Regions from separate parts of the Mus musculus genome. Here regions 1 and 2 are each linked to region 3. Evidence: chromatin contacts called from public HiChIP or PLAC-seq data. All regions are on one chromosome and are shown on one strand. Each heading gives the region's core, a stretch centred on a gene start, on an enhancer-like site or on the middle of the called end of the contact. The rest is flanking DNA. Distances are from core to core; before and after follow the strand shown.

The links. HiChIP or PLAC-seq counts read pairs in DNA pulled down with a chosen protein or histone mark.
Region 1: an H3K27ac HiChIP or PLAC-seq map of embryonic stem cells shows a contact between it and region 3, with 6 read pairs. The contact joins the enhancer-like site here to the promoter of 4930511E03Rik in region 3. A contact is called at or near these places in 8 of 484 Hi-C or Micro-C datasets (conventional type 1 dendritic cells, granulocyte-monocyte progenitors, liver and 3 more) and 6 of 115 datasets of contacts at active chromatin or transcription factors (embryonic limb bud, embryonic stem cells, pancreatic cancer cells and 1 more).
Region 2: a contact with region 3 is called in an H3K27ac HiChIP or PLAC-seq map of embryonic stem cells, with 6 read pairs. The contact joins the enhancer-like site here to the promoter of 4930511E03Rik in region 3. A contact is called at or near these places in 6 of 484 Hi-C or Micro-C datasets (the Patski cell line, conventional type 1 dendritic cells, granulocyte-monocyte progenitors and 2 more) and 5 of 115 datasets of contacts at active chromatin or transcription factors (astrocytes, embryonic stem cells, pancreatic cancer cells and 1 more).

What each region holds. Positions count from the first base shown.
Region 1 is chr6:94,772,793-94,776,284 of GRCm38.p6, reverse strand. No RefSeq gene overlaps it. Among named protein-coding and RNA genes, the nearest start is that of Lrig1, 74 kb to the right of the region's middle. Within about 2 kb of position 1,989, at least 81 of the 459 cell types and tissues checked have an H3K27ac peak or open chromatin away from gene starts, as enhancers often do. A contact at or near this core is called in embryonic limb bud, embryonic stem cells, muscle stem cells and 1 more, where this site is marked.
Region 2 is chr6:94,753,867-94,757,420 of GRCm38.p6, reverse strand. No RefSeq gene overlaps it. Among named protein-coding and RNA genes, the nearest start is that of Lrig1, 55 kb to the right of the region's middle. RefSeq lists an enhancer at 1-3,554. Within about 2 kb of position 1,805, at least 47 of the 459 cell types and tissues checked have an H3K27ac peak or open chromatin away from gene starts, as enhancers often do. A contact at or near this core is called in astrocytes, embryonic stem cells and pancreatic cancer cells, where this site is marked.
Region 3 is chr6:94,942,000-94,945,308 of GRCm38.p6, reverse strand. 4930511E03Rik (RIKEN cDNA 4930511E03 gene) reads right to left here and starts at 1,475. Exons shown (of 8, transcript NR_040761.1): 1 at 1,407-1,475; 2 at 781-952.

The DNA.
Region 1 (3,492 bases), core at 740-3,239, 170 kb after region 3:
CTCAACACCCATGTGGCAGCTCACAATTCTATTCCAGGGGATATGACACCCTCACATAGACAGACACACACACATGCAGGCAAAATACCAATGTACATAAACTAAAAATAAATCCTAATTCAAAGAAAAAGTAGGCTAGGAGAAGCTGGGAGGAGGAAGCCTGAGACTTGCTGGCTGTCCAGCCTAGGCTGTTTAGCCAGTTCCAGGCCAGTGGCAGACCCTGTGTCAAAGAGTAACTTCCAAAGATTGAGACCTGAGGCTTCCCTTTGGCCTCAACACAAACATACGAACACACATGCACACACACACACACAATACATTGTTCTTAACTACAGTGTTCTCTACAACCTAGCTCACCCTGCATTAGTTCTGAGAGCCTTCATCTATTAGTTATTCTTTTCTTGAATATATATAAAATAATATATAATATATAAAATATATAATCAACATATAAATATGTAATAAATACATAAATATAAATAAATATATAGAATTATAATACAAACATTTATTTACACACACACACATGGTTGGTAGCACATTGCATATGCTTTTTCCCTCACTTAACTATAATACTTGAACTAAGTCCACACAAGGACGTATGTGTCCTCATCTTTTCAACACTTTCTAGAAAGGGTCAACATAAACCAGTCACGAATCCATGTAACTCTTCACCCTGTCCTATGGCTGGTTTACCAAACGCTACCTAGATTTGCCATCTATCTATCATATGCCAACTCATCTGATTTTTGTGTGCTTTAAAATGCATTGAATGCTGGGCATTGCGGTGCCCACCCTTAATCCCAGCACCTGGGAGACAGAAGCTGGAAGATCTCTATGAGTTCAAGGCCAGTCTTGTCTACACAGTGAAAGTTCAGCACAGTCTGGACTGTGTAGAGAGATTCTGTCTCAAAACACACAAACATCAAAGTAAATTGAAAGCATCATTGCTTTCAGCATACACACTGTTGTAGCATGCACACTGTCGGTTAGAGTTCCACATTTGTTTGTCTCCCCTGTCCCCATTTTTCCTGTGAAATCAGGTTAGAATAAAGTGTAGAGAGTAAAATTTTTTTCTGAGTGTTGACAAATGCATTAATCTTTTTTTTTAAGATTTATTTATTTATTTATTTATTTATTATGCATACAGTGTTCTGCCTGCATGTACACCTGCAGACCAGAAGAGGGCTCCAGATCTCATTACAGGTGGTTAAAGCCACCATGTGGCTGCTGGGAATTGAACTCAGGACCTCTGGAAGAGCAGCCAGTGCTCCAGACCTAAATGTACCAACCTTAAATCCAAAACTCATTGAGCTCTAGAGCTTACGTGCGGCTTATTTGGTAAAGTGCCTGTCTACTGCAGAGAAAGCCCTGGATTTGAGGATAGCCTGGGCTACACAAGACCACGTCTCAAGAATGTGAATAAGTAAAACAGAAATCCACTGAGTTTTAACAGAAGATATATTTTGTGCAAGCCCACACCTGTCTATATCTGGACTACTAGCATCACCCACTGAAACTGCCTATGCCTTGAAGGAGCAGTCCCTAGCAGTTTGCTCTCGGGGGCAGTAACTCTCCCTTTCCTGCCGTAAAACAGCCTTTCCCGTCTCAGATTTCCTGTTAGTGAAAACCCATAGGTTCACTCTGGTTTTTTAGATGCATTCACATACTTGCATGTATACATTATTGCTCCTTTGAATTTCAAGAATTCATGTTCCCCAACACTTCCAGTCTGCGGAAGCCTCCCTCCAGCTGAATGACTTTGGGTTCCATCAGCCATGATGAATGTCTAGGCTGTTTATTCCTTCCACACAGACTGCTGTGGATTGTGGCTTTAGGCTGAACGATAACTTGCAGCTATCACCCGAGTAATGATGGCCCCTGCTCTTGGATTCTCAGAACTCAGAGGAATACTGGGACTGTGACACCGCGGCTTTACTTAAAGTGGCAGGTGTCTTGTCCAGGCACCCTACGGAAATGAGAACTGGGAATGACCAGATCAGTCATTTCCCAGTCTGCAGGGAAGGGCGGGAAGGTCACACATTCACTTGGCGCTCCAAGCTCCAACACCGGGTTTTTCTCAGCTTTCAGCTGTGTGGTCGGTCACAGAGAACAAATTCCTACAAATATCTGGAGGTTTAGACCTCTCTGGAGGTAGGGATCATTTTGTGCGCATTCCTCTGGTTTCCCACTAAACCTTTTGTTTCTGGCAGGCTTTGTCCCCAGGACCCTGCTGCAGACAGGCTGCTGGCTTTGCTAGGTCCCCCGCCTTTGTTCGGGAACTCCCGATCCTGAGAAGTCTCTGGGTTTCATTAGATAAGCTCTCCGCCCCCACCCCTACCCCCACCCCCTTTTTCACACCCATTATCCCAGGCTCTGGAAGGTGGTGATATGTTCTCCTTACTTTCCCCGGTCTCTCTTTTATTTCCCACTGATAAATGGCAAAAGCAGCTGTGGGGTTCGCTTTGAAGGCTCTGATGGACGAGCATGATGAATCGGCGATGGCTCACAGCAAATGAATCCCATAACACAGCGCGAGGGAAGGAGAGGAGAGCGGGAAGCCAGCTCCCAGCTTTACGTTTTTCAGACTCGCTTTAAAAGCCAGCATTTCTTTTAATCTCCTTCCAGTTTCTTCGGTGACTCCGCATATGTTTAAAAGAAGGAGAGCGAGAGAGGGTTTGTGGATATAAACAGGGGATTCCATTCTTCAGCCCAACTCTGAGCACACATTGTCGTTCAGGGCTCTGAAATAGCTAGGAAACCACTTCAAGGCCCCTCAGAAACAACTGGGCAGCCCCCAGGAAGAGGGACAGCGGGGAAACCAAGTGACAGACTTGAAAACTGAATTTCGAACAGGAGGAGTGACTAGCAAAATCCAGCTGCTGCAGCTCAAAGCCAAAGACCCTTTTAAAGAAGGGACGCCAGCCCTAGGACTGCTTAGCTGTAAAAATGGCGAGCTTTAAGCAGGTTGGAAGCGGGATTTGTTTTTGAACCCAAGAAAAATAAGAACAGTGGTTCCGTGGCCTGTAGTGTTTTCTAAACTTAAAGGGACAAAGAAAATAAACTGCTGCTGTTGGGACCAGGACCCAGAAACTCCAAGCCGGCTTTTGAAATTCAAGAGATACTTAATAGAGAAGAAAGATCTGGGAGGGTGGATGGCTCCTTTGTTTCTGAACAAGAGGGGCCCTCTTCCTCCCCAGATGGAAAGCCATTCAAAAGAAATCATTAAAGGATATCCCTTTCTGCACAGCTTAGAGGCCGGCCATACATGCAAACCCAAGTGTAGAATTGATGCAATTACCCAGATAAGGAGGGCCGGAGAGGAAAGGAAGGCCAAAACCTCGGCTTAACTCTTCGGCTAATTTGTTAGGCTACTCCCATTGCCTACCATTCTCCAGTCTACACCCCCACCCCCAACATACACCCCACCCCATCATTGCAAAATCCATATTTAGTACTTTATAAATTCGTACTTTGAGGAAGAGGAAATAT
Region 2 (3,554 bases), core at 556-3,055, 190 kb after region 3:
AGCCTACAGCCTCTGAATCCAGTGATGACATCACCCATAGGTGACAAGGACCCAACAAGCCTGTTGCCATGGAAACCACCATACATTCATCTACCTGCCTGAGCCTTACTTGTGCAAGGTAGTGTGCATGATTACATCACAGCCCAAATAAAAGGTAGAACCCCCTAACCTGAACTTCGCTCTTTTTTTCCTTCTTTTTCTTCATTGCCCCCTTCATCCTTTTCTCTTTCCCCCTTATCCCCCAATAAACCTCTCCCATGATGCTGTACTGGCCTGGTGTGATCTGTCTCCCTACGAACTGCCTTCTAACACAACACATGTGATACTGGACAATCTTTTCACTACAATGTGCCCCGGTTTCCTCAACTCATAATAGAGCCTATTTCTTAAATATGCAGCCACCTCTTATCTTTGGCCTCAACCGGGTACAGATGAAATCTAGGAAAAAGGTACATCTGTAACACATATTTACAGACTTTTTCTTGCCATAATTCTCTAAACGATACCAGAGTGATGGCTGCTTCCATAGAACTGACATTACATTTTCTGTTGCAAGTTACCCAGAGGTGTTTAAGGATGCAGGGATCATACAGGGTGTGGCAGAGTGCCTAGTGCCACAGAAAAATAAAAAATAAAACAAGCCATGTTGGTACACACACCTGTATTCCCAGCTCTAGCTGGGTTATGTAAGAGGATTCCCGGGGATACTAACCAGTCAGTCTAGCCTAATCTGCAAGCTCTAGACCAATGAGAGACAATGTCTCAAAATATAAGATATAAAAATATTAATATGGAAAGCAATTTAAGGAAGATATCTGACATGGATCTCAGTATATATGCATGCATACATGAGCATACATACATACACTAACACACACACATGCATGCACACATACACACAAAGTTCTTAGGAGCAGGTGGAGGTATAAGTAATAAGACCAGGTAAAGCATCAGGGTATTAGGATTTCCCTGTCTTGGTCACTGGTTTATACTGATACCTGCCCTGCTTGAAAGCTAATTCAGAGAAAGTAGTCCATAAACATTTGTTGGGTGAGTGGCTGAATGCTGATGTATCTAAATCTGTCGCCACACACACACACACACACACACACACACACACACACACATGCTCTGCACTGTTTGGCCTTTCTCAGGTCTGGGTAGACCGAAAGGGCCCATTGTGTGAACACCTCCCAGTCTCTGCGCTAGTGTTTTTTTCCATTGACTGTGTGAGGAGAAGGACTCTATTTTACAAAGAAAGGAGTGAGTAGGGGAGCCTGCTTCCAAAGGCCTGTTTGTTCTCATTATTAATTTTCCTCTCCTCTTCCAAGTGGAGTTTGAATGATTTTGAATGTGCACTCATCTGGAACGACACCCTCATTCTCTCCTTTCATGGCTGGCTGCAATTAAAGTCAAAAGCAAAATTTAAAAATACAGCTTTCTTATAGAGAGAAAGAACTGTTGATTCAGGCACTAGCCTGTAACCTCACAACAGTACCAGAAAATAATTTTTAAAAAAAGGGGGGGGGGGGAAGAAGAGGAAAAAAGAATATGAAGCTGACAGATCTAGTCCCAAATCAATAACTTGCTAACTTTACTGGTTCCTAAGGCAATTATAAGCACTGGAAAAGTGCCCAAATGCTCAAAGGAATTAAGAGTTCCCTAAAACACACCCACCTCCTTTTCTAAAGAAATCAGTTGGGCTTGGGCGATAAAGGCAAAATAACTGAACGGGGTGGGGCTCAGCAGTCTCCAAAGTCCATCAGAGAGCCATGGAATTTCAGAGCTGGAAGGAGGCTTAGAGGTCACCTCGAGGTCGTCTTATAGAGAGGTGACAAGGAGCCTGGGATTCACAGAGCAGGTGTGGGTCTAAAGGCATCTCCCATCCAACTTGCCTGATTCATTCGTGCAAGAAATGTTTCCTGAGCACTTACTTGGGCCTGGGCACCGTGCTGAGCATGAGAAATTCATTAGCAAACCAAACAGACACGCTGTTTGCCCACGTACAACTTCCGTGCTACTGCGGAGCCAGATACTGGAGCAAGCCAACCAACAAACAAGTACATAATAAGACGGAAGCTGATGGGAGTGGTGGAGAGCTTACACGGGGCGGTCAGAAGAGGACTCTGAGCAGGTGATATGGGAGATATGGGAGAAGAAAGGATCAGGGAGGACACAAATACAAACAAGGCAAAGCAAGGCGTGTGGTAGGGATGTGATTACATCTGTCCTCCAAACAAGGGTGCCACTGGCCTGGGGCCAATCTAAGAGGCACCAGAACCACAGCTATTACTTTTCCCCTCACAACTGCCCAACTCACATGGCTTTCCTTCACCAATGATGAGGGCTCTGATAGATTTTTGTGGCCAGCGTCTGAACCAGGAGAAATGTCATGCCAAGGAGAACATGGCAGTGGAGAGGAAGGACAGGAAAAAACATTCCAGAAGCAGAGAAAATCGGTTATGAGCAGAGACTGCATCAGACACCTTTGGGGAGAGACCAGCCTCAGCCTTTGTTGAGCTGGGAAAGTTGCCTGACTGCTCTGAGCTGCTGTGTTTTTCTCCTCTGCAAAATGGGAGCCTCCTAGTAGAGTTGAGAGTAATGGCTAAGAGCAAGGGCTCAACCCCGGTAGGGCTTTCCTCTAGATGTGTGTGCTGCCACTCACTCTCAGAATAGCCCTGAACCAACAGCCTCCTTCCTCATGGACCGCAAGCCCAGGCTCCTCAGCCCTGCCCGTCACCCCACCTTCAGTGGTGACTCAGCACAGCTCCACCTGAATGAACACATTTGAGGTTCAAGAATCTTTGGCATAAGCCTCCCAAGGCTACCTACCTGTCTACTGTCTCCCATCACCCTTCAAATCCAATAGAAGAGAAGAAAGACAGTCCCACCAAAATCAATGGAATAGGCAGCACCATTTGTTCAAACTTAAGGTGATGTCTGCTTCTCCTAAGATAACTCAAGTAAATCAACACACACCACAAACAAGAGTGTACACGTGGTCACGTGACAAGCATCAGTCTATATCCCATCGGGGAACCGATCGGCCATACTGGAGGACCCACGGGCTTAACTAGCTTGTGGCTTAGCTTCAGGAAAGCCCAGCAAAAAAATCATTCTGGAAGTCGTAAAATTATGGTGGTCTTCTGTTTCACTCCACACATTCCCCCAACCCCTTTTGGGGAGTTGTGGCAGTGGGGGGTGGGAGGGAGTGCTTGGTTCCGTTGTCCATTGTCCACAAGGCAGTGGGAAGCGTTACAATCTAACACGTTGTTCTTTCTCAGACAGGATCTCATGGGTCACAGGCTGGCCTCAAGCTTGCTAAGTAGCCCGGATAACCTTGAGCTTTGGTCCTCCTGCCTTCACCTCCCCAGTCTGAGATTATAGACATGCACCACCTCTCTTAGTTTATGTGTTACTGGGGATCAAACCTAGGACCTCGTACGTGCGAGGCAAGCCCTCTACCAACTAAGCCACATCCCAAGCCAACAATTGTAATACTTTATAAAGAGTACTTCTTACATTCTAGGCCCACCTGCCCTTTCCAGCATCCA
Region 3 (3,309 bases), core at 226-2,725:
CAAATGCTAGCTATAGTAAGAAAACTGTTTCCTTAGTCAAGAGCTCCTCAGATTCCAGAATGTGTTAGAGTTATACAGAATACATCTGAAGAAAGACAGTGAGGTCTGAAGGCCCTCTCTGCTTCATGACGGCTGAGGAAGTACTGGAGGTCTCTCCCTGTAACACACACAGTGTCTGCCTACTTTCCAGGCTAGCACATGGGGTGAGAATGCAGGTTTCCTATCATGGGTCCGTCAGTTAACACAACACTGAGTCTCCCCTGTTCTAACCCTCACATCCTGTAATCCTTTAATCCTAACAGATGAAGTAATATGATGTTAAACAACTCATTATTTTTCTATTATTCTGTCTCCCTGGACCCTCCCAACAAAGAAAGTCATTTTGAAATGACCAGTCTGCTTTTTGTTTTCATTTCTTAGTTCAGCCTTAGTTTGTCTATGATGGTTATCCTTCTCTCAGCCGGTCAGAATGCTTCCATTTCATAGAAATCTGGTTGCCCAATTCTAAAATCAGCAATAAAGTCTACTTAAGAGCATCACACTGAATCTTATCATATGGTCTATGGATACCTTTAACCTCTTTCAAGGTTCTGGAAGTTTGGGGGACATCAAATGACAAGGCCACAGTGGCAAAACTACTGAGCCACAGAGTCTAGAGTCCAGTGAAGTCCTCAGGGCTCTGTATTGAGCATGCTCAGTACTGTATAAGTGAACGAAGCTCCTCTCGGCAGCCAGGGCATAAATTGTACAGTGGGGAAAGAAAAAAAAAACCTGCCCCACCTGATGGGTTCTTGCATCTGGGGGAGCCTTTAGAGCAATCGCAGGAACAGCCAGAGGATGAACAGCAGCAAAGGGCTTGGCTTGTCAGGCTAGGGTAAGGTGATTAATTGGTGAGTGGAATAGAGCCAAGAGTAGAGAAGTCACACCAGGCCTCCATCCATTTGTCCATGCCCTGAGGTCAGAGATGGAACAAATGAATCTTTTCTGGCAGTGGAGAGAGTGGAATGCAGCCATGGGGGGAGTTGTGTAAGGAATTCACAGGTGTTTTCTCCTCGTGCTTCCTCCTCCCCAGGGGAGCTCTGGGTGTGCTGTTAGCAGTGGAGAGCAGGGCAGTGGGCTAGGCTGGGCTCTGCAATCTTTCACCCACTCCCCCCACCCCCAGCCCTGTCTTCTTGGGAGCTACAGAAGGTTTTAATTGAAACAGCAGAAGCCATGCTCAAGTCACTGAGAGACGTAGGTCCTTCACTTAATTTCAACAGGTGACTGTGAAAGGGACCTTAGCTTTTGGAAGTGTCCAGTCTCTAAGGTCACAGAAATGTAGGCAGAAGCAGACATCGACACTATCCATCAAGGGGCCCAATGTTGCTTATTCTATACATGTAAGAGAGTCAGCCAACTCCCCTTACTTCTGAGGAAAAGAAAAGTGCCAGAGACTGGTCCAACTGATTCCTTCTCACTAAGATGCCATCAGGATTGGCAGTTGACACTCCAAGGAACTGTGGGAGAAGAGGGACAACTGCCATGCCTGTGATTATTTCTCATCACTATTTATCCTAATCCTGAAGTGATAGGACTTTTTCTATTAAAAAAAATTACTATTATGTATGTGTGTGCATGATGGGGTATGTACAAGCATCAGAGAATGTAGTAGAGATTAGGGGACAACATAATGGAGTTATACATGGGACCAAAATCGGGTCTCCAGGCTCATGTAGCAGACACCTTTACCCACTGAGCCATTATCTTTTCAGCCTTGGGAAACAATTTTTAAAAGTCAGTTTTAAGAGCGGAGAAGATGACCCAGACATTAAGAGCATTGAACTGCTCTTGTAGATGACACTGCTTGGGATTGTAACACCTAAACCAGGCAGCCCACAACAGCAGACAGGCCTGTAATCCTGGCACATGGCAGATAGATGTAGGAGGATCAGGAGATCAAAGCCATCCTTGGCTCCATGGAGAGTTTGTGGCCAGCCTAGTCTATGGGAGATGCTGTTTCAAACAAAAATCTAGGGCCAAACTGGCTTCCTCCCTCCCTCCCTTCCTTCCATTCTCTTCCTCTTCCCACCTTTAACTGATGCTGTCATAGACTTAGCAGGGAGCATAACCTCTAACCTGGGAGCTCTTCCCTGCTGCTGATTATACTTACTCTGGCTTCTCCAGTTTCCCCAGACTTCTAAAGGACCAGGACTAGGCAGAACCTTTTAGATTCTTACGAAAAATAATGATACAAACAGCTTCTTCACAAACCTCGGTTACTACTCACATATTATTTACCTTGCCTTTATGTCAGAGACCCTTCCTTCCTGGTAGAGAATGCAGCAAACGGAAGTGGTGGTTCAGGACAGAGCATGCCTTCTGCTGCATTAGATAATAAGAATGAGGTGCTCTGGGACCTAAATGCAGCAAGTACTAAAGGAATCGTTTAGGCGGCAACTCACGGACTCGCTGAATCTGTCCTGTATGGAAACTGAAGAATGAAGAGGCCACAGAACAGTCTAGCTCATAACCAGAGTATTAGGAAGCAGAGTAGCATGACTCCTAGCCTGGGCTATCTAACCCTCAGAGGCCCAATCATGGCCAACTATATCTTCTAAAGATGGCTGCACCAATATTTATAACTCATCAGACATGATTTCTTATGACATAAAATGATCCTCCACCAATCAAGAGTGAGGTGGGGGATGGAAATCTATGTTCCTTCTTCTTGAAACTTAAAACCATCTAAACCAAGAAAATGTGATAGAAATGACACTGTTACTCCCAAGGGCAGGTGTGTGTGTGTGTGTGTGTGTGTGTGTGTGTGTGTGTGTATACATGCATGTACACGTGCTCTCTATCTTGATTTCACATTCAGAGCACTCACCTTAGAATCCAATCTCCAAGTTGTAAGGAAGCCCATGGTGTCTGAAAATGCCTTATATGGCTATTCATAGGCAGATGAATAAAAGATGTTTGAGGTGATTCTAGTTCCTAACCTCTGAGTCGTCCCTGTGAGACCCTAGACATAATAATGCAGAACAAAGCTGTTTGATTTTCTGGTCTACAAAAACTGTGAGACAAGAAATGAGCAAAATGTTTAACACAACACCATTTTGAGCTAACCTGTTCTATAGTCAGAGTACTGGGAACTGTGTGTGAGGGGTACAGTAAAGAAACTGCCAACATGACCGATCTACCAGTGGAAAGGTTTTTTTGGTTTGGTTTGGGGGTTCTTTGTTTGTTTGTTTTGTTTCGTTTTTTTGAGCCAAGGTTTCTCTGTATAGCCCTGGCTGTCTTAGAACTATCTCTATAGACCAGGCTGGCCTT